3 separate regions of the Anser cygnoides genome follow, and all the other regions are linked to region 1. Evidence: chromatin contacts called from public Hi-C data. All regions are on one chromosome and are shown on one strand. Each heading gives the region's core, a stretch centred on a gene start, on an enhancer-like site or on the middle of the called end of the contact. The rest is flanking DNA. Distances are from core to core; before and after follow the strand shown.

The links. Hi-C and Micro-C count contacts between places; a contact is called where the count stands out from the background.
Region 2: a Hi-C map of liver shows a contact between it and region 1, with 4 times the contacts expected there. The contact joins two enhancer-like sites. A contact is called at or near these places in 2 of 7 Hi-C or Micro-C datasets (both in liver).
Region 3: a contact with region 1 is called in a Hi-C map of liver, with 4 times the contacts expected there. The contact joins two enhancer-like sites. A contact is called at or near these places in 2 of 7 Hi-C or Micro-C datasets (both in liver).

What each region holds. Positions count from the first base shown.
Region 1 is chr4:40,996,402-40,999,101 of Taihu_goose_T2T_genome, forward strand. The region is part of intron 2 of MAML3 (mastermind like transcriptional coactivator 3); the gene reads right to left. Among named protein-coding and RNA genes, the nearest start is that of MGST2, 24 kb to the left of the region's middle. Within about 2 kb of position 1,285, at least 3 of the 3 cell types and tissues checked have open chromatin away from gene starts, as enhancers often do. A contact at or near this core is called in liver, where this site is marked.
Region 2 is chr4:41,130,709-41,133,408 of Taihu_goose_T2T_genome, forward strand. The region is part of intron 1 of MAML3 (mastermind like transcriptional coactivator 3); the gene reads right to left. Among named protein-coding and RNA genes, the nearest start is that of MAML3, 76 kb to the right of the region's middle. Within about 2 kb of position 1,438, at least 2 of the 3 cell types and tissues checked have open chromatin away from gene starts, as enhancers often do. A contact at or near this core is called in liver, where this site is marked.
Region 3 is chr4:41,150,924-41,153,623 of Taihu_goose_T2T_genome, forward strand. All of the region lies in intron 1 of MAML3 (mastermind like transcriptional coactivator 3), which reads right to left. Among named protein-coding and RNA genes, the nearest start is that of MAML3, 56 kb to the right of the region's middle. Within about 2 kb of position 1,343, at least 2 of the 3 cell types and tissues checked have open chromatin away from gene starts, as enhancers often do. A contact at or near this core is called in liver, where this site is marked.

The DNA.
Region 1 (2,700 bases), core at 35-2,534:
GGCACTAGGTTTATTTTCACTCAGGGTAAATAACTTGCGAGAGATGTTTTTCCAGGGTTTTCCTCCATCATCATGGGGATAATAAACCTCATTTCTCTCCCTTTCCACTTCCTTCCCTTTTCCCACACTGACACTGCCATGAAGGCCTCCGGGTTCAGGAGCTGAGGTTGTAGGCAGGCACAGCGAACAGCCCTAATTCCCCCTATATTGCACCAGAATCTCAGGATTCACCCACACAACGTGTTTATTTAAGATTTCCACCCCCCAGCTAAGGACCAAAAGCTTGTCACTGGAAGGAAGGACACGAGCACCTGTGATGCCACAGGTACCTTCTCCTAACCCCCCCCTGCTTTCTCTTCGCGCTCCCAGGGCGGTGCGCTGCCTCTTAGGGCTGGGAAAGGAAAACAAAAGGGAGCAGAGAAAGCCAGAGTCACTGCGGAAGCCCTCTCTTTCCGATCTTCCTCCCCCAGCCCGCGTTTCCCCGGCATCTCCCCGTGCTGCCGCCCGGCACGGCTCGGCTCGGCTCGGCTCGGCCCGCCGCCAGGGGCCGCTGCCGGACCGGGGCAGCACGGCTCGGCTCGGCACGGAGCCAGCGGGGCCGGCCTCGCTAATTGTCCCCTGGGGGTGGCTGCTCGTTAAGCACCCACCGCATGGGATGGGGATGGGGATGGGACGAAAAGGGCCTGCACCAGTGCGGGACCCGCTGTGGGAGGCAGTCCCGGGGCCAGGGCGGGCTCTTCTGCCCGGCTGCGGGCCTGAGGTGCGCCACAGCTGCGTGAAGTCATCTTGTGCCCTGTGCCACCCAGCCCAGCCAGCGGAAGGGTTAAAATGGAGCGCGGCCTGGGAAATGAGGATCAGCCTTTCCGCGCCAAGGTCAGGTTTTCAAGGACCCTTTTGAGGTAATAACAAGAAAATACAATTTGTCCGCATCTCTACTTCGCGCCGCTAATTCCCGAAGGGCTCCCCGCTGAGAGGCAGCTCTCCAGTATTCGGCTGCTTTGCCTTCCCAACATACGCGTCCCCCGGTCTGAAAGTTTCCTCCCCACCCCAACAGTCTTCCCACATCTCCCCCCTTTCCCTCCTCACACCACACTTGGTGGGCTCGTGGCCCCGACGCTCCCCCCGCTGCCCTCACCCCGCCACGGGCCCCGGGGGACGCGCACCACCCGCAGGCTGCCCGCTGAGGATCCTTCCTACCCCCGTCCCCCCCCGGCTCCTGATGAAGTCATCAGGCTGGGGATTGCATAACCGCTGCACAGGACTATCTTGTGTTATACTGGGAGACCGGCCAACTGCTTCCATTTATAGACAGCAGCGAGGCCGCGCTGCCAAGTAATGGAACCTCTGCTGCAGCTACTACAAGGGAAAGGAACCGGGGGGGGGCGGTTCGGGAGCCGGAGGTGGCACCCGCAGGGGCTCCCCCAAGCCTCCGTGCTCAGCTGCCACCGGGGCTGCAGCCCCAAACCCGGCTGAATCTGCCTCGAAAGAGCCTTACTGCAGAACTTGTGTCCTGGCTTGCTGTGCACACACGTGGAAACAGCGCAGGCACAAACTCATCCCGCGATACCGCCGCAGCTCGGTCCTGCATGGCGTTACGCCACACGCTGTTAGCTCCCGGGTCGGAAAGGGAAGAAAGCCCCGAAGGAAGCCCCGCCAGCTGACACGAACCCGCGCGCCGTGCAGCAGCTGGAGGAAATATGAAGATTAGCACGGAGGTGTTACTTCCAGAGCGGCGCGTTCAGCCATTTCTGGGTACAAGAGTTTGCCTATGCACAGCAAAAGCTTCCTGTTTCCAGTTTTAATAACAGATTTAAGGCCAGGCGTTCTTCATCAAGCCAGAACACCACCCTCCTGCCCGGAATATTTCTGCTCCTTTCCATTTTTTTTGGCCAAAGCTCTTCCCAAACAATGATGAAAGGCCCCACTGACATCACCGGCAGCAGCCCTGGGTTGTGTGTCCCCAAAACAGGAGTGCAGCCCGGGCAGAAAGCCCCTGCCAGCAGGAAAACGCTCCCTTGTGTCCAGGAGCAGAGCTCCTTACCAAGAGCACCTCTGCAGCGGGCACTGCTGCTGCGTGGTGGCCGTGCCTGGTTCCAAACCCGCAGGGATCCCCGTGCTCCCCGCAGTCTCGGCGAACCCCTTCCAACACAGCCCAGGGACAGGATCGAGTGCTCTGCACCTGGGAGTAAGACCGGATTTAGAAAGAGTCGAGCTTCCATTCGTGGAGCCAAGAAAGAGGCAGAATTTCCAACTGGTCTGCATGACACGTCTGGGCAGGTTTTCGTAGCTGTAGAGCACCCAGTAAGCAGAACTTCTGTAGGGACCTAGCTGCTTCATCAGCACCTCTGCCCACATTATTTCTAAGGATCTGCCAGAGTGAGGGGTCCTCCTCAGAGTTCAGGGTGGTGTGTGTGTACAGTTACGCACACCAAACGCAAGTGACCTCAAAAAGGGGACAAAGGGGAGGGAAAAAAAGTATTTTCCTCTTTGTCTCAAATCTTACACGTGCCTCTTCCTTATCATTCAGCAATTTGCTCCTTCTGCATGACATCCATTCTCCCCCAACCACAGCTAAAAGCGGTCACACCGTTTTCTGCCAGGACCAGCAGAAGGACCGCCAGATGATGCCCTCCAGCCCTCAGACATTGCCAGCTCACACCACTTCTGCTGGAGGCGCAGGGAGCAGAGTGGGACCCCAGG
Region 2 (2,700 bases), core at 188-2,687, 130 kb after region 1:
TAACACAGGTTTCCAGAAGTCCTATTTGTATCAAAGAGGAACGAGAAGGACACAGGTGAGGGACTGAGGAGACCCCCTCCCCAAGGCAGCAGGGCTCGCCCAGGCACCTATTTGAGACGCCAAACTGGAACGCCGAAACAAGACCCTTCCCGACAGCAAATTGTGCAGGCTCTCCAGCTCCTTCCTTCCAGTGGAATAATTAACAATGCTGGCAAGTACATTATCATAAACTTCAGAGTTAACACCCCCACTGCAAAGAACAAAGGCAGTTCACATCTCTCCCGGAGCTCCTGCTGCAGACTGGGTGCAGACTCTGACAAGTTGCTCTGCGCCAATTTAGATTCCACGCACATTGGGAAGATTATGTTCATAACCACGAGCTAGGGAGCGCTTTTTAAACGATGCCGAAAAACACAGAAAGCAGCTTGCTGAAAACCTGCAAGCCAGCCCAGACCACCTCCTGGTTACGGCGTTGCTTTAGCTGTATTTAGGCAGAACTCAAACAAATCAGCATCATCACGCATGGCATCCTTTATCTCAAAGGACCCTACAGCGCTGCTAGACTGAGGCTGCATCCAGCACACACCTATTGCCAGGCAGCCTCTCCCTTGGTAGTCCTGCAAGTTGGAAAAAGCAGCACGCCTGTAAGAGTAGGTCCTGCACACCTACACAAAGAGTATTTCCACCTCGGACAGGCAGCCAGCAGTTGACAGCAGAGAGCAGGGCCTCAGCCCTGGGCACAGGTGAGGCCCTGGAGAAGGTGACGTGGCTGATACCTGCTCTGCACCAGGCACTTTCAAGACTGGAAATGCCGGCGGGTGTTGCAGCTCAAAAAGGACATGCAGGGAAAGTCTCTGTGGTCCCATGAGCTCACCTCAGGTCACTGGATCTTTCTAGTTTATAAACTCCATCTGGCTGGGGTCCCGCCTTAACGTAACCTTCGTATTTCTGCAGGTGTTGCACTTCTCCTCCGTGACCGGGGAGGTTTACAATAGAGGAGAGGTTTCTGTAAGGGGCTTGGTGATGGGACTTCTTTTTCTCACTGGTCTTCCCCATAGCCAGGACAAAATTTCTGGTTGAGGGGCTGGTGCTTGGTTCTTTCGGGATGGTTTGGCATGGTGGAGCGAGCAGATGCTTTGTATTTTTAGTGGGTTCTGCTGAGCGAGGCTGGATTGCTAATGGAAACCCAGGATACGTACAGCTTCAGAGAGACATGTTTCTCCACGTGCCAAGCTGAATAACACAGCAAACAGTTCAAGGTGCTTCACTAGAGATACTTGAAGTTCTTGCAGCTGTTTTAGTTTATTCTGCAAAGTTCTCTTTCAAGCAGCTGTCACAAACTCCATGAGTGTGAAAACAAAGGGCTGACATTTCCAGGAGGCAAGTGATGTCAAAGTGCAGCAACCTTATCCAAGAGGTAACAAAACAAAGGAAAATAATGCCATGCACTGGGAAAATGGATGGCCCGTACAGACGCCAACTGCACTGTAAAAATAAGACAAGACTCCAAACAACTCTAATCAGGCCACCCCTTACTTCTCCCCCTCCCAAATGCCTCTGGGTTTGGGCTCCAGAAGGAACAGTTGCACCTGGGGTTCTCAGTTTAACAGGGATTTAGTACATCCAGCCTCTCTGCAAGGCAACGTGCTCTGCTCAGCCAAAAAACGACCCTCAACCGTTTGGGAATCTTGGGTTTCTGCCTCTTTTACAGCAAAAAAAATAGTCCTCTCCCAGACAGCAGACCTGTTTTCACCTGACCTCTGTCAGCTAAAGATGCTGGCGCCAGCTTTGCGGAGCGTGCGTAACAGCGCTGGGTACGACCTGCCGTGTTTACTCCACGTTAAGTATTAACGAGGCCTGGGCTATCTCAGCCAAAGCCCTACTTCAACAGGCAAGATCTGCCCACAGAAGTGGCTTTCTACAAACACCAGCCCGGCCTCTGGGAAGAATAATGCATCCCAGGAACAGGGAAAGGGGGACAAAGGTATTTTCACAGTGCTTAGAAGAACCAAGCTGTAAAACAAAGGAGGAAAAAATAAATCGGTGTTTGTAGAAAACTCAGCTGTTTGTCAGTCACAGAATGCTTATTTCCATCTCCAAGAAATACAGAAGATTTCGCCTTTGGAGAGGACTTGTGGATTTCTCTCACAAATAACTAACAACTGCTTCTCAGCAGACAAAGGGAACAACGGTCCTCACTCGATTCTGCAGGGATTCATCTTTTCGGTTTCTTATACACAGTGGAAATGTAAATTTTGTTATCTGCTGCTACGGGGAAGGGAACCTGGTCAAAGTTGATTACGGCACATCCTCGGGATTCAAAACGTACCGTATCCCATGCCCGCCGTAATGAGTTTTATTTTAACTGCTTTTGGCGATTGCTTTAGTGGACGCTGGAACCGAATAACTAGCTCTGCAAGCAGAATGGAAGCAGCCACGCTGCTGCACAGCCAAGGTCTTGTCAGGGGGACTTGGACATCACCCATAAAGGAGGAGCGGAGTGGACACCTATTCTCCTTAATGGGTATTTTTTATAAAATCTAAAAAAACACACCACAGAGCCATTTTTTTCAGGTAGGCATGCTTCGTCAGGGGTATACAAAGGTGCCACAGTTGCAGGCAGGCGAGTCGTGCCTCAGCACCAAGGTGTTTCCCCTGGATAACACTACAATATCCTTGTGGCCAGACATCTGCCCCTAA
Region 3 (2,700 bases), core at 93-2,592, 150 kb after region 1:
CAATGACACAAGCTCTTACCAATTTAACCAGGGTGTGTTTACCCAAGGTGCCCATGGCATTTCTCCATATCCAGCTTTCTACCAGAAACAAACATACTGACCCATCCTAAGTTACTCGGACGCTAGCAACATTTTGGTCTTAACTTTTATGGACAGCTTCCTCGTCATGCAGCAGCTCCCATTAATGACTGGACGGTGAAACCATTTGTTTCCAAGTGGTTGTTTTAGATCCTGGCACCTGGTTAACTTTCAGTGACAATACTCATTCCACATGGGAGTTTTGTGGTTCATTAACAAACCTCTTTATCTGGATTCCTTTGAGGGCTAAATGTCCCTTGTAGTGCTGTTTTGCTAGCAAAGAGCATCCCTTATACACTGCTGGATCCAATCCAGAAAAAATGCACAGTGACTGAAAGCCATTGCCATCTGGTGACTGCTCAACATCCTGCGTGGATGCTAGCCTGCATCCAGCACTGAGGGAACAGGTGTCCCCAGAACAACAGCCACCACAGTTGTCACTGGCTTGTAATCCCATTTGCAGCCTTGACACTTGGTCAGCATGCTGAAAGCCCGTCCGCCTTCAGCTGATCCCTCGCAGCACGTTCGTGAGCCAGCTTCCTCACTGCTCCTCCGCCTCGTGCCACCGAGCACCTGGTGGCAGTGGATTCTGGTCTGGATGCTGTTCTCCCATCCCTCTGTTCTTGTTAATTTAAAAAAGATGATCAAACAGCAACGACAGACAGAAACACCCTTGGAAATACAGTGCTGTGCAAATATACAGGGGCTAAGACTCCTCTCTCTGCCATTTCGACTCCAGAAACACCAACACTCCCCATGGAATGGGACTCCTCTGTGCAAGCAGTAGTGAAACCAGCTATTATTTATGCCCAGTAGAAAAAGCATTTGCTACCTATGACTTCAGAGAAAAAAGAAATAACAGACTCCTTCCCTAGGTTCAGCGAGTATCTAAGAAAAATAATAATTTTCTCTGAAAACAGCTAATCCAACAGTAAAGTGTTCTCACCAACCTAAAAAAACATATCCATTTGATTAACAGGCAGATGTCAAATCAGTTAAAATAAATAACAATAATAATAAAGAAATACAGAATAAGGCAGGCTGTGGATTTCACTAGTCTGCAAGCTCACAAAAGTAGCCAAGTTTACAAGCATAACAAATTACCGGGACTCAGATGAGCCACAGTAAGTAATTGTTTGCGCATTCCTAGATCATTGCAAATATGAGGTAAAGCCTCATTAACTCACAACTTTCCCACTGAGGTATAATCTGACAACGCTGTACCTGGTATTTCCTAAGCGCGTGCACATAGTCATTTCACTGTTTGGCTGAGGCCAGGTAATGTGCGAAGCCCCAGATTTCCCTGAGGTACAGGACCCCCGAGTGCTAATAACTAACCCCACGTCTGCAGGCAAAAGCATCCGCCATGTGAAAATCCCTCCCTGGTAGCTACCACCATGCAGCGTGGCAGAGAGTTCACACGGCCTCGCTTTGCGGGGTGGGTGCTGGTGTTCCCCAACAATTTGGCAGCGGCAGATGCCCGGTTTCTAACCAGTTTCGTTTGCTCTCTCAAGAGCCTGCAGAGAGCAAGAGCAATGAGGAAACTACACTCCAAAACATGTGTTGGGCTCTTTGTAACCAACAAAAGCAACCACAAATACTACAGACTTAAATCATTAACCTGCTCCACTACCAGCAAGTCAGGAACACCCCTCAGATCCTGGCAAGTTTCCAAAGCAGCCTTTTCTGCGCAAAGGATGGGCACCCAGAATCACACTTTTTTTTGGCAAGTGATCCACAATGTCTAAATATTTGCCAGCTACCATGCCAATAACTCCCTCTTCCTTTTTATTTTTTTTAAACCACCACCATAAAGGCTAGCTACTTTCCTTGGTCTATATAAAGTTGACCAGCCTTCCCATACCCAGAAAAGCACAGCCACTCTATACGATGATCATAGTGAAACCGTCTAGTTAACAAAAAAGCATTGTGAAGCTTGCCGGAGCTAAAATATGGTTACATACTAAACGCCTAGAGGAAACCAGCTTCAGAAGCACTTTGTAAGGTCTAGAAAGTGACATTCCTAAAGTGAGTTTGGAATGACCAAAGTTAGCAATACACATACATATATTGTAGTCTCGGTGCAAACAGATGGGGCTTTGCCATGCTGTTACTCCAACCGTACAAAAATGGTTCTGTTTACGTCATGAAAGCTAATTACACCAACACCCAACTACAGAAACAGGGTAGAATATCCACATCATTTTTTATCCTGTGTCTGTCTGCTCATGTTAATGTATGGCTGCGTGCACACACACCCATGCACACCAAGATGAAAGTTACACTGAGATAGAACACGAACAGAACAATGAGGATTTTGTCTTCTTCAATAGAGTCCTGTTATATATAGCCTTTCGGCTTAAATATAAGCTTAAACACGAACAAATCACACACACAAAGATACGTACTTATTTATAGCTACAGCAATAGGGAGGCCGCTGAGCAAAGCCGAACATCTTTGGAAACAGTGGGTGGTGATGCTGCTAAACAGAGCCCCCACTTTTCAGCTTCAGGGGCAACTCTGGTCTATGAAAGGAAAGCCATGAACTTGGGCCCGCTCTTTCTGCCCACTGTGATTTCTATGAATCATCCACCATAATCCTGTCGTAGGGAGTTCCTATC